2 separate regions of the Zea mays genome follow, and region 2 is linked to region 1. Evidence: chromatin contacts called from public Hi-C data. All regions are on one chromosome and are shown on one strand. The core of a region is the stretch at or near the end of the contact, and the rest is flanking DNA. Distances in the headings are between cores, read along the strand shown.

Region 1 (6,297 bases), core at 1,480-3,979:
AGGATCGCAGTTCTGATACCACTTGTGATGCCCGTGGCCGACGTCACGTCGCCGTCGACGTGAGGATCACCGGTGATTCTCAGAGATACAGAAGACGCAAGGTTTGCCACGGTTTGTGGAGTTCTGTTTCTCTTCTTCGTTAGCTCCCTGGTCTCTCACACAGAATTATTTAAGCAGTCGCTTACATGGGCCTCACACCCTTACACATCATCCGGCCCACACGGCCCAACACCTTACAGAATGTTGAAAATTCAAAAATCAATCGATGCCGCCTCCTGTCGCTGGACCGGCCATGACAGTTAGGTCAGCAAAGAACCCAACTATTAAACCATTAGGAGAGATTCACTAAAGGGGAGAACATGGAAACTATAAATTTCTTTGAGCTTTTTTGGATTGCTCATTTAATCTAAATGTATATTTGTTAAACCCAGCACAGCAAAACAAAAACGCATTATTCCACGTAGATCACCAAATATAGAGGCCAAAGTGAACAATTCGCATGTGGTTTGCATGATTCAGAGGTAAGTCGTAGTTTATATCATGGATAGTTACACATTTTGAGCAGGAATCAGAGGATTTCTTGTCCAAAAGCTTCAAAAGTCAGTGAGCAATTCATCAAACACCTTGTGGGCGTCAGCAGAGGGCAGCCCGGGCATGAGAGTAACAAAGCGAATGAAATCCCCGAACGGTATTCTACAAGCCCTAAAACAGGACGAGCGCGCAACGAGATCACACACACGAAGCGAGAGGAGGCCGCACCTTGTAGCACGAGAGCGAGCAGTACCGGGCGTTACAGCGGGGGCAAGTGTACTGCGCGAACTGCTTCTGACACCTGCAAGCAAGCGGCACATAGAATAACGCATTAGCACGAGCAGGTAGGAACCAAGATCCGCTAGGGCCCGATGCTTTGCGCCAGCAGGAGAGGAGAAGCCGTATGGCAGAGCCAAGCCTTACACGCGGCAGATGACCCTGGTCTCGGCGAAGGAGGAGTACGACGAGGAGGCGGGGGAGGACGAGGACCCAGCGGCCTCGGGTGCGGAGAGCACGACGTCCCTCTCCATCGCCGGCACGCGCGGGCGCTTCCAGTCTCTCAGTCTCTGACTCTCTGTCCTTCTCGGCGGTACTGTCTTTGGGAATTTGGGGACGGGGGGAGTTCCTTTCCTCCGGCGTGCGGCGGGCGCGGAGGCTTCTCGATGCTCGGCGAAGGCCCATTGGTGGTCATGGCCCATGCATCGGATTTGCATTTGGGCTTGGAACTTGAATACGGAATGGGCTGATCATTATCCAATCGAAAGCAGGCTGTAAATTCTGAAGCAGTCAATTGGGCTAGCGTCCACCGTCCAGCGACTCTGCGTACTACTCCTGAGACAGGTAAACGGCGAAGGACGAGTAGTGATGAGTAATCGAGTTCAGCACCGACAGTCGAGATTCGAGAGTCGCTCATTGGGCACTACAACGGCGCGTAAATACGACTCGTCGATGTGGCTATCGACATAAAACTGGTTCAACAAGACAACAATGTTCATAGGGCCGTTATATTATTGAGAAACAGTTTTTTTAGGTGCATGTCTAAACTGTTTCGTGTTTAGTACTCCATATATCAATGTCTAAGATATTAAATAAATATTATTAGATTAATAAAATGTATTTTTAAAATTAATTTAGACCTGATTTTTTAGGTCGACGAAACTTTGCCATATTTTCGGCGGTGTCAGCACATAGCAGGTACTCCCTACATAAAAGAATACTATAGAAAATTTCATATTTTAGCCAACTCAACTTTGGGCCTACATAAAATAGTATTAATATTTATAACGTTAAGCAGATTACTATAAAACATATCTGATAACTAGTACTACTTCTGTTTTTATTTATTTGTCGTCACCCCCACCCAGTTCAACTTTCTGCTAATCAGCATCAAATAAAAACAAACAGAGAGAGTACAATTTAAAAATCGTTTGAGTGTTTAGAATTAGGGATGAAAGTGGGTATCCGAATTGTTATAACAAATTTAATATTTTAAAATATATATGTATGAAATCTGATACTGATATTTTCTTATATTATCAAGCACATGATTACAGAATAAAATTTTACATAAATTGTTCTATAAAATATTGGGTTTCTATAACAAAAGATAAAAAAAATATCTAAATATGTATCTGTATCTGAGTTTATATCAATTATTTAAAAAGATACATAACAAATTTAAGGTTTATCTTTTATAAATCTTTACAAACTTAATGCTAAAATAAGAAAATAAATTTTCATAACATATTCTATATCCTAATTATTTGTAAACAAAGAAAAATGACAAAAAAAATAATATTTGAATAAATATCCGTTTTCATCCTTAGTTTAGAAAATAGGAATTATGCTTTTTTAGGAGCAAATATGCATTTGTGTCACAACGTATTCTAATCCATATACTGGGTCACATATTAGATCTTACCTGATACTCTAACACGTATGAACACATGTGGATTCTCATTGATACATGCTACGCAAAGAAGCCGACGATATCGGTCTCACTCTCACGTGCCGTCCGCGTGTTTGAAGCGTGTCCAGACTCCAGAGTTCCACAGCCTACACACGGACGATGGCACGGTGCGGTGCGGTGCGGAGGTGGGTGGGCCCCGCTGTTCCCGGACGATTAGACGGGCCACCCTACCCCACCGGCACCGCAGAGAAGCAAAAGCGTGAGCGTGCGCGTCCACGACCGCGACACAGGATCTCCCACTCGTCTCGAAGACGGCCGCACCGCAGACGCCGCGGGAATTTAACGAGAGAGACTGGCGCCGCGCCTCGCGGAGACCGCAGCCTGGAGCCAGCCCGTGACGCTGACGCGGCGGGCCACGGGCGGGGCGATGCCAGGAGCCATGGAGCCGGCAGAGGCGGACGCGGCGGCAGCCGCTGTTGCGGGAAGGCGGCCGACGGCGTCCGAGCGCCGGCGCATGTACCGCGACCTGGCGCTGTCGCTGCGGTGCGGACTCCGCGACGCGGCCGCGGGGTTCTCGTTCCTGCGCCTGCGCGGCCTCCGCGCGCTCCTCCGCGCCCTCCGCTCCACCTCCGACGCCGACGCCGACGCCGACGCGGGCCTCTTCCGCGACTCCCAGTCCATCCGAGATCTCCAAGGTTCCCACCCACGTCGCGTTCACCTGTCGTCGTCGACCCGGCTCTGCCCTCTTCCATCTTCTCGATTGATCGCTCGTGCCAACCAACGGAGCTGGGTTTTGCAGTGATCCCGGTGCTGTTCGAGCACAGCCTGCGCAAGGCGACCGGGGACGCGGTGCTGACGGTGGCGCAGGTGCTGGGCATGGAGCCCGCCGCCGCCAGGCTCAGGAACCCCGCCACGGACTCCGAGGTCGTGCTTGCGCTCAGGGTGCTCGAAGGTTGCTGCCTCCTCTGCCCGGCCTGCGCAGCCGCGGCGCACCGCTACAATGCCGTCAAGGTACGGCCTCGCGATCCTCGGTGTACCTCTGCATTTGCATTTGCTTTTGCTTTGCGCCCCGGAAAATTTGGCGTCCTTCACCCAGACCCAGAGTTGGTCGTTCGACAACGTAATGTCCGAGGTTCTTATGGTCTGTCCTGCCTGCCTGCCTGCCTTTACTACCGTTGGTTGTGTTGTTCTTGTCACCACACTAGTACAGTACCGTAGGAACCTGCACAGACGCAGTACACGAAGCACTTGACAGTGGGACAAGTTCTCCGTAGGTATTTTTATTTTAGTATAACTACCGCCTGAAGATGTCCAGTGGTTGTTGTTTGGTTGGGCCATTTTAGCCATTCAATGGTTCACGGTGTTAATGGATAAGATTGTTTCACGTTTGGTTGATCCAATCAGCAATAGATCACGCCATGAACAGTTATGTGCCTGTACAAACTTGATCTCGCTTCTCACCCGGCGTTAGGCAGTGCTCACCGGAGCGTAAATATGGTTGTGCCAAACACTAGAATGCACCGTTTCATAGAGTGGGATTTGAAATAAGGAATGGGATAAGATGTGAGATAAGCTAAATATAGCATCCGCTCCTTTCGCCATCTCATTCCTAATGACTTCTCCCTCGCAAGTCGCAACTCGCAACTCGGCAACGAGCGTCGAGTGAGGTATCCCTGATGACCTTGCCATGGCTGGCCGTGAACACGGTGACAATGTAATGGGAACTCCTACGTCTCATCTTCGTGCCGAGTCGCGGTGGCTCGACCGGCATAATGACGCGATACAGGAAGAATGATGGCGACGGCAATGGTTAGCCATGTAAGGGCGCAAGAACCACAGCCAACTCCGTTGGGCCAAGGGAGCGATCACCAAGTATTAGAAGGACGAGACCCCTTTCATCCATGACAACTATCGACTCAATGAGCAGGGGACGTCTTGGTATTTTGGGAGGCATTGTACAAAATGTAGCAAAACATATTAAGTAATAGTATATATACATATACACATAATATAACAATGACAAATTATTGCAACAGAATTCAATCTTCTCCAGCATTTTAATGTCAATTGCTATTACACCCAATGCATTAAGTTTTTTTTGTGTCATTATAGAAAGCAAATAAGACTTCAATAACTTTAATTTAGAAAAACTTCACTCATCTGATGTAATTATAACATGAATAGTAAAAAACTCTATTTGCATAAGTTGCATTAGGAAAATACGCATGTTGCTTTAAAAATCATAATGACAATATAGCACATTTTCTTGTAGAATAAAATCCTAGAGGAAACTCAACTCCACATATAGGTCACTTGTATCGAATTAGATTGTTCTTCTCTTTTAGGTGTGCCCTTAAGATGGTGGCAACAAGATTTCAAGCTTTTTTATCTAATGACTGCAATACACTGCAGATAAATAAGAAATCGAATATTCTTTGATAACCTTAAATACTGTTTAAATTTTCAAAGAAGTAGCTTCATTAATAATAAGAAGAATCGATCGATTTCAACATTCTTACGATTCTAGATCACGTTTAGCCTATTATGTAAAATAATATTTACTTATTTATAATATATATAGATTGTTATAAATTTTTGGTCCTATGATTTTGGGGGGACCTATACGGTCGCATAGCCCACATGCCCCTCGGAACGGCCCTACCAATGATGATCTCGTCAAAAGATGTGCATGCCATGAGTAAAAATTATTTGGCTTGCTCTCAGAGTTCTAGAACGATTTGGAACTCCTAAGGCATCCATAGGGTTCCCCTCATGCACGTGACAGCTTAGAGCCCACCAGGGCCCTCGCCACCAAATGTTGCTCGCACCCTAAGGCCCCTCACCATAGGAACATAGGGTCCCCTCTTGCCATGGCACAACTAGCTCGTAAGGCCCACTTGGACTCCTCGAGTCTTGAGGAGCCCGACCATCAGGACCACAACCCCCCTTGTCCTAGGGCCCTTGGGCATCAGGACCATAGGGCTCTCTCATGCCCCGGGACAACTGATAAGCAAGGCCTATCGTGGGCCCTATACCTCGAGGCTCCAAAACGTTAGGGCCTCGGGGGCCATCGCACCGTAGCGCACATGGCTGGTAGGCCGCCAAGGCCTCACATGCCCAAGGTCCCGTAGCGCTGAAGTCCCAAGGGCTCCACGTGCCCAATATGTTAGATGGATAAGACCCTGTGACCCCTACGACCCATGGCACTTAGTGAAGTTAGGAGATCGAAGGGCCATACACCTTCAACCCATAAGGGTCGTACGGATATTGAGGGCCCGTCGGAGACCATTCAAGGCCAAAGCATGGGCACCACTTTGAGTTTGGCATAAATAAAGTATATGATACAATTCTCTAGCAAAAAGGCATATGGTACATCAAATTAAAGGTGTGATGGATGACATTATGGGGCATGCATGCATACACCTTATTTAGCGGAATACTTGAGAGCACTCAGAGCAAATGTATGGCAACTGAATAAACCCAGATAATGTGCGTACAAATATAAAAGTGGTAAAAAAATAGAGGAAGGGCACCCATTTATGAGCATCGTGACCATGACACATAAGCCCTTTGACAAGGGCGCCAATACCAGCAGAGGAAAGAGTACGACCCAGATGGCACTCAGGGATGGCCTCAACATACATGCATTAAATGTAGCGATACACACATACCTTACCGCATGGTTATGCAGTGTCCATAACATTATACACAAATAAAATATATATCTCATGGCACAAGGATATGCACATAACAGTAGGTAAGAGCAGTCTACGTCAACGGTCAAAGGGGTAGTAAAGCAAACATTTATTTAGATCGCACACAACCAACCTTCACATAAGGGATTTTAAGGTAAGCTC
Region 2 (6,297 bases), core at 1,953-4,452, 280 kb after region 1:
TGGTCTTAAAAATTGCCATAATAAAGCATTGCACACTCAGGCATTAGAAACAAGCACACATGCAAGTCAAGGACGCACCGGAATGGTATGCATTTAGCCACAGCGGAACGAAGTTGGAAGCAAATATGTTGCGGTTCTGTGAGTTAGGCTTCCATTCGTGTACTTCCTGAAATAATAGTGCATATCAGTTACAACACCATGAAGTGCTAAATTGCTGGATAAGATCATAAAGATGCGTTTGTGAGCACCTGACAGTCTGCATCACCAGGAAGCCAATAGTCAAGCCACTGTTCCATCTCAGAGTTCCACAAAATAGAGTCAATTGCAATATGACGTGCTTTCGAAGCATTTAAAAAAAATTCTGAAGTCGCATTATCTCCTACGACTTTAGCCAAGGCACCAATATCCAGCTCCATCTGTGTCATGCATAAATAAAGCTAGGTTTTATCACATTTGGAAGCATTGTTGACTGAATTTATATACATTTTTTATCTGCAAACTAGCTTCCAATATGTGGTTAATATACGCACCCAAGTCATGCTAAACCCACATACGATTCCACGTCGAATTTCAAGTACCATGACAAGCTCCACATCTTACCTTAAAAAGAAATGTGTTCAAGTCCACAGGTATTATGTAAGTGGTTGCCAATGTTGTCATGTCAGTAGAATTCCTGAATAAAACAGTAAAAGTAGTCAGAAACAACCTGTGTGTGGTACACGGTGCAAAAATAAATTCGTAATGGTCGGGGAGCTTGGTGTCTTCTATTGCAGTACTTGTTTTAACCAGTGCGAAAGCAGCAGAACTGTTAGCTCGTCAGTTCCTTTTTAAGGATAACAAACATCCAAACCTCATCCATCGAGAGCTGAAATCCCATCCCGATTCTGCCGTTGAAGCAATTTCGCAGTACAGTTTTTCCTTAGCTGCCATAGAATTCAACTTCGAAGCCAGTTCCTCATCCTTAAAGAAGAAAACTATATTAGTTGGTCCTTTAATGGTAAAACTTTGCACTGCCACTAGCAAATTGATTTAAAATATAGCCAAGGCTAAGACTTTACAATTGTCGCACTTTCAGGCCTAGGTTTGTTCCACCTGGCCTGATACCGAGATAAATTATGGACCCGACCATGATTGTCTGCTATAGCAACATTATGAATCTCTGCATACAGAAACAATTTAGTTTTACCTTGCTTTCAATCATGTGAAAACATACCAAATAAATCTGAAACTGTTGCTGCCTTCATGGGGTACCTGACATCCAGAAGCTATGCTCTTTAAGCAGAGAGTGGAATACTGTCCTAACAAACTCCACATCACCAGTTGCCCTGTATATTTCTAAAACCATGGAGCTCAAAAGTGGTGGTTGGCTGCAGAGAGAAGGCATCTATCAGACGATGACGACCTCTTTGGTCTTAGCAATAGGTTACATACAACTAGTAGGAGCTGTCAAATGGTGTTCAATCAACCCTCTAATCTTATCATGAAGCTAAGCATATAGCTTTAGACAGACATTATACATAGACCATCCTGTACATATTTCAGGCTCTAGATGCAAACTAAAGATCAATCTGCCGCAGATAGAATTATCACCTTCGGTTAGTGTAGTAGGATCTTGCACCATTTGGAACGAAACCATATTTTTCCAACAGGTATACAAGGTTAAGCACAATAGTCTTTGCCGTGTCGTACATTTTGCTCACCAGCAATCCTCTGCATTGAGCCATACCGCGATATAAGAAAGAAAAACGACAAGAATGGGTGTTAGTTCGTTCCCGATGTCCATTTGGGTCAGTGCGAGTAGCTTATACAGTAGGTACAAAAAAAATTAACAGACATATAACAGATCATTGGGTCAGTGCGAGTAGCTTATACAGTAGGTACAAAAAAAATTTAACAGCCATATAACAGATCAGTAGGAACTAGGACAGATAAAAGCAAGGACTCTTTTTCAGAAAACTAATTCCAATGCCAAGGCCACAGCCCACAGCACGGCGGCCAGCACCCATAGAAAAGTCAGGCGTACACAGTCTTTAACTCCTGTATGGAGATGACAAAAGGCGCACGACGAACACAAGAGACAGCGATGACGAAGCATACGACGAACAGAACAGACAAGGTGATGACAAAGCGTACAATGAACGCAGGAAGACACAAATGAAAATCGAGACATTGCCTTACATGTGGGACCGCAGCAGCGACAACTAACGGGAGAAGAACACGTACTATCGAACTCCATGTCAGGACGACAGGACCTGGATTCATCAATTTGCCCCTCCCAAACCCCAATGGAAAAAAAACCACGGATTATTGTACGTGATCCGGTGGGTGATCTAGAACTACCATTTCGTCCAAAACTTAAATATAGTAGTAAGGAGCAAAGCGGCGATGAAACCAAGCGAGCGGGGGCGGATCAGGCAGGAGAAGGGGTACCTGATGACCCAATAGGAGTCCCAGTAGTATACCTCCCGGAACCTGGATCCCGGCACGACGGCCCTGCCGGGCAGCGGCATCAGCGTGTGCCGGTCCGGCCGCGCCGCGACGTCGGGCGCCACCCGCCGCGCCAGGCGCTTCCACAGCGCGTGCACCTCCAGCGCCCACGCCCGCGCCTCGGGGCTGTGGACGTGGGGCAGGAACCCGCGCGGCTCGGGCTCGAAATCCGGTGGGACGTCCGCCACGAGATCGGACCCGGGGTCCCCGAAGTAGCGGGACAGGAAGTCGTCTAGCTCCGCCCGCGACGGCGACGGGCGCGGCAGCGCCGCAAGGGCGGCCGCCGCGGCGCGCTCGTCGGTCGCCAGCGGCAGGTCGACGTAGAACTTGGGGTCGAAGTCGTGAGGCCCCAGCGTGCGCAGCGCCTCCGACTGCACCCGCTGCAGGAGCCCGAGCAGCGCGCTGGCGCCCTCGTCGGATGCGCCGGCGGTGGCGGCGGTTGGCGCCATCTCGGTCGTCGCGCGGAGACAGGGGATGAGGCAGGGGAGGACGACGAGGAGGAGGAGGGGGAGGGCGTGGACGTGCTGGGGTTGCGGCGGGAGCCCAGCCATCCGACGAGGTTTTAAAGGAAGCTCCTACGTGGTGTGCCGCACCCGCACGTGTTGGTGGGGCTACTGGCTACGACGAGCGCGTTGGCGTGGGAGGTCCGAAGACGGTTACGACGGTGAGGACTGAGGACGACGAGCGTCTCCCGCGATTCCTACTGGTGTAGCGTGGTGTGTGGGTGGGTGGGGGAGTGCAAAAGGTGTTGTGGTGGGGGGGACCGGTCGATTCGACAAGTGGCACATAACAACATATCATCGTCGGCCTGCTGGTTTTTGTGAACCGTCGGCTCGGCTCCGCATGCCAGATTGCCATTTGCCAGTGCAGACATGCAGTGGCCTCCGCGTGTCGTGGTAGCAGCCTCGCAACGCCTACCCCAATGACCCCGGTCGACAGGCTGGGTTCCACGTGTCTTGTCTTGTCGCATGTGGAACTGGATTGCCTTTGGCCAATTGGTGGCTCTACCTCACAACTAACAATAATTCGTTAGCAGGCTCAACCCATCTAATAATTTATTAGTTGGCTAACTATTAACTATAGTGATTCTAAATAAACCCTAAATTACATCTTTGGATCAGATTCTATATCATCGCTGGGTAGTGGGTACGTGCTATTCTAGATGCTATTAAAAATAAATAGTGAGTCTAAATCACATCTTTGAATTAGATTCTCTATATCATCAGTGGATACCTGCATCTAGGATATGTGAAACATGTGAAGCATGGATATAGTTAATTCACATATGCCTCTCTTCCAGCTCACATTGTACGAAGCCATTAACTTTCTAGGTTCTCCACGTTACAGTTCTCAATGAAAATGGCATGGCACATGTATAGGTAAAGCCCGTCTTTTTTTTATCATATTGTAATTTCATTTGTTTGATTATTAAGTAGATAACGTACGCATCAAAATAGAGGCACATCATTAGCATGGTTGTATGGTTGGGCTAATTGGTTCGGTTGCAGTTGCACTACATATGTAACCCAAACCGAAAAGACAGAGACATAACCAAAAAGGGAAAATATGAAAATAAAAATAAAAATAAAACTTTATTCCACCATAATTTAAGGAGGACGGAATGAACGAAAAACAGGAGAAACGATGAGAAAAACTTCACACTAGTTTCCATCTTTTCCACCGTAGTGATGCATCAAAACTTTTGAAAAAAAACTCTTTATATTTCTTTGGAATGAACCGGAGTCTCTAGATCAAAGTCGATCCCCATGGACTCTAGCCGACTCCACACATCTTGCACACGGTAGTTGTAAAACCCTGAATATTTGAAAACAACAATTTCTTTGTTCAACACCTAAAATTTAGGTGTTACCGTTTTTTCCTTTTTCTCTTTTCTTAAAAGGGAGAATGATTTTGGCAATACTTAAAAAATAAAACAAAATCCTTGAGAGATTATGATTGTTGCATCTCATGTTGGAGCATTAATTTCCGGTTGTCAAGTTATCTTGGTATGCATACACTTAAAACTTGGAAATACATTTGAATTCGAATTCAAAAAGGGGAAAGGAAGCCAAAAGCTAAATAAAAAATAAAAAGAAAAGAGGAAAGCCACTCACTCCTTCCCCACACGGCCTTCCGCCCCAATCCCTCGTCCGGCTCATCTCCTCACCCCGTGCACAGCCGCCTCATTGGCCGCTAGGGCCCGCATGTTGGCGCAGCCGCTCCCCACACGCGTCCGTTCTCCGCTCCTACTCACTGATCGTCGGGACCCACCTGTCAGCATCTCCCTCCCAACGGTTCCACGTGCACTCGCATAAATGCCTCGTGCCCGCAACTGTTGCCTCACTCCCACGACCTCGTCCCTCCCACGTCGCTCGCCCATCAAATACGGAGACTTGGAGTCCACGTGCGCACCTCACTCCTATTCGCTCAGCATCCCAACAAACTACCCACACCCATGCTCATCACATAGTACCGCCGCCATCAAAGCCGTGTTCCACCACTGTCGTTGTGCCCCCATCGGTTCCTTTGAACTAGTAAGTTCCACCGACCAAGAGGTATCTCGAATGCATTGGTTATCCTTTCCTCTCGTCCCCTCTGCTTTGCCCTCGCTATCTCTTTTACCTAGTGCAAACTTGGAGCCATCACGACCACAACGTCTCGTCCAAGTCGGTTAAGCCCCACCGACGTCGTGGTGAGCTCCACTGCCCGCTATCCCACAGTAAAGCCTCATATATATATGCCCTCTTACCCGTTCCTAGAGTCGCACTACTGGTGTGTCGTACCTCGCTCCGACAAGTAAATTTATTGTCCGCGTTATGGGCTTCGGAGGGTGTGCATGGAGGACGCAAGGTTTATACTAGTTCGGGCAGAACGTCCCTACTTCCAGTCATCGGTGGCTTGCGCTACCGACACCATTGATGATCAAACTCGTAGTATGGGTTACAAGTGGTCAAGAGAGGGAGGTGAGGCTCCCAAGTCTCTTTATTGGGGTGGAGGTAATGCTTAGAAGCTGTTGGGTGGAGGCCTAGCTAAGTCTTGTCTTGGCGGAGCTCCGGCCTCCTGGTGCTCCTCCTCCTGTTTGTCCTTGTGGGTTCATGTCCGTCTGAAGGCGTCCGGTTGCCTAAGAGCTCTCTCCTTTTGATCCCCCTGCCCTGAGGCCATCCTCTTTTTTTATAAACTTAGGAAAGGGGTCCGCCAGTGGTGGCTTCCCTGGGAAGGAGCCGCAGGGCAAGGGTAAAAACAGTGTTTTACCCCGGTGGAGTCACATGTACTCATGGGGCCCGGGACTGCCTGGCTATTTCGTATTTATCATGGCGGATGGTGTGGGGGCGGCGATGGTCACAGGCGTCATCTTTATGGCTACGTCAATCACTAGCCTCTATAGCTCGGGCTCGGCGCAACCCATCGTGTAGTGCCCTATGGGAGGTCTGCGTACTCGGGACTAGTCCAATAGGCCATAAGTGTGCTACAGTCCGAGGGGCTCGTAGGTTATGAGTGGGAAGCGGACTTGTGCCGCGCTTTGGCTCGGTGCTAGGCATAGTTAAATATGGTCGACTATTTATGGCGAGTCAGTTTGGCGCTAGGAGCGAGATCCACTTGAGTGGTTTCCTTCCGATACGTCCAGCCTCCCTTATTGGGTTCCGCCACACTCGATCCCTGGCTCGGTGCTATGGGGTTCGATCGGGGGCAGACCCTTTTGGGGTTGATGTACCTGCCTCTCCCAACTGACCAATGGCCCCAGTGATCAGGGGCTCCTTTCCTTAGCGCACTCTCTAACCGGTGGGTTCCGGAGACCGGGGGTCATTCTAG

What was found. Hi-C and Micro-C count contacts between places; a contact is called where the count stands out from the background.
Region 2: a Hi-C map of tassel shows a contact between it and region 1, with 5 times the contacts expected there. The contact joins the promoter of LOC100280412 here to the promoter of LOC103637093 in region 1. A contact is called at or near these places in 3 of 25 Hi-C or Micro-C datasets (bundle sheath, ear and tassel).

Annotation. Positions count from the first base shown.
Region 1 is chr1:80,544,386-80,550,682 of Zm-B73-REFERENCE-NAM-5.0, forward strand. It overlaps LOC103637093 (binding), which reads left to right and starts at 2,730. Exons shown (of 5, transcript XM_008659365.4): 1 at 2,730-3,135; 2 at 3,240-3,451. The coding sequence starts at 2,868. LOC103637084 (zinc finger HIT domain-containing protein 2) reads right to left here and starts at 1,244. Exons shown (of 5, transcript XM_008659354.1): 1 at 955-1,244; 2 at 760-832. The coding sequence starts at 1,244.
Region 2 is chr1:80,822,788-80,829,084 of Zm-B73-REFERENCE-NAM-5.0, forward strand. LOC100280412 (trehalase1) reads right to left here and starts at 3,203. Exons shown (of 11, transcript NM_001361071.1): 1 at 2,431-3,203; 2 at 1,591-1,710; 3 at 1,252-1,367; 4 at 1,059-1,159; 5 at 851-960; 6 at 601-673; 7 at 249-416; 8 at 79-166. The coding sequence starts at 3,038.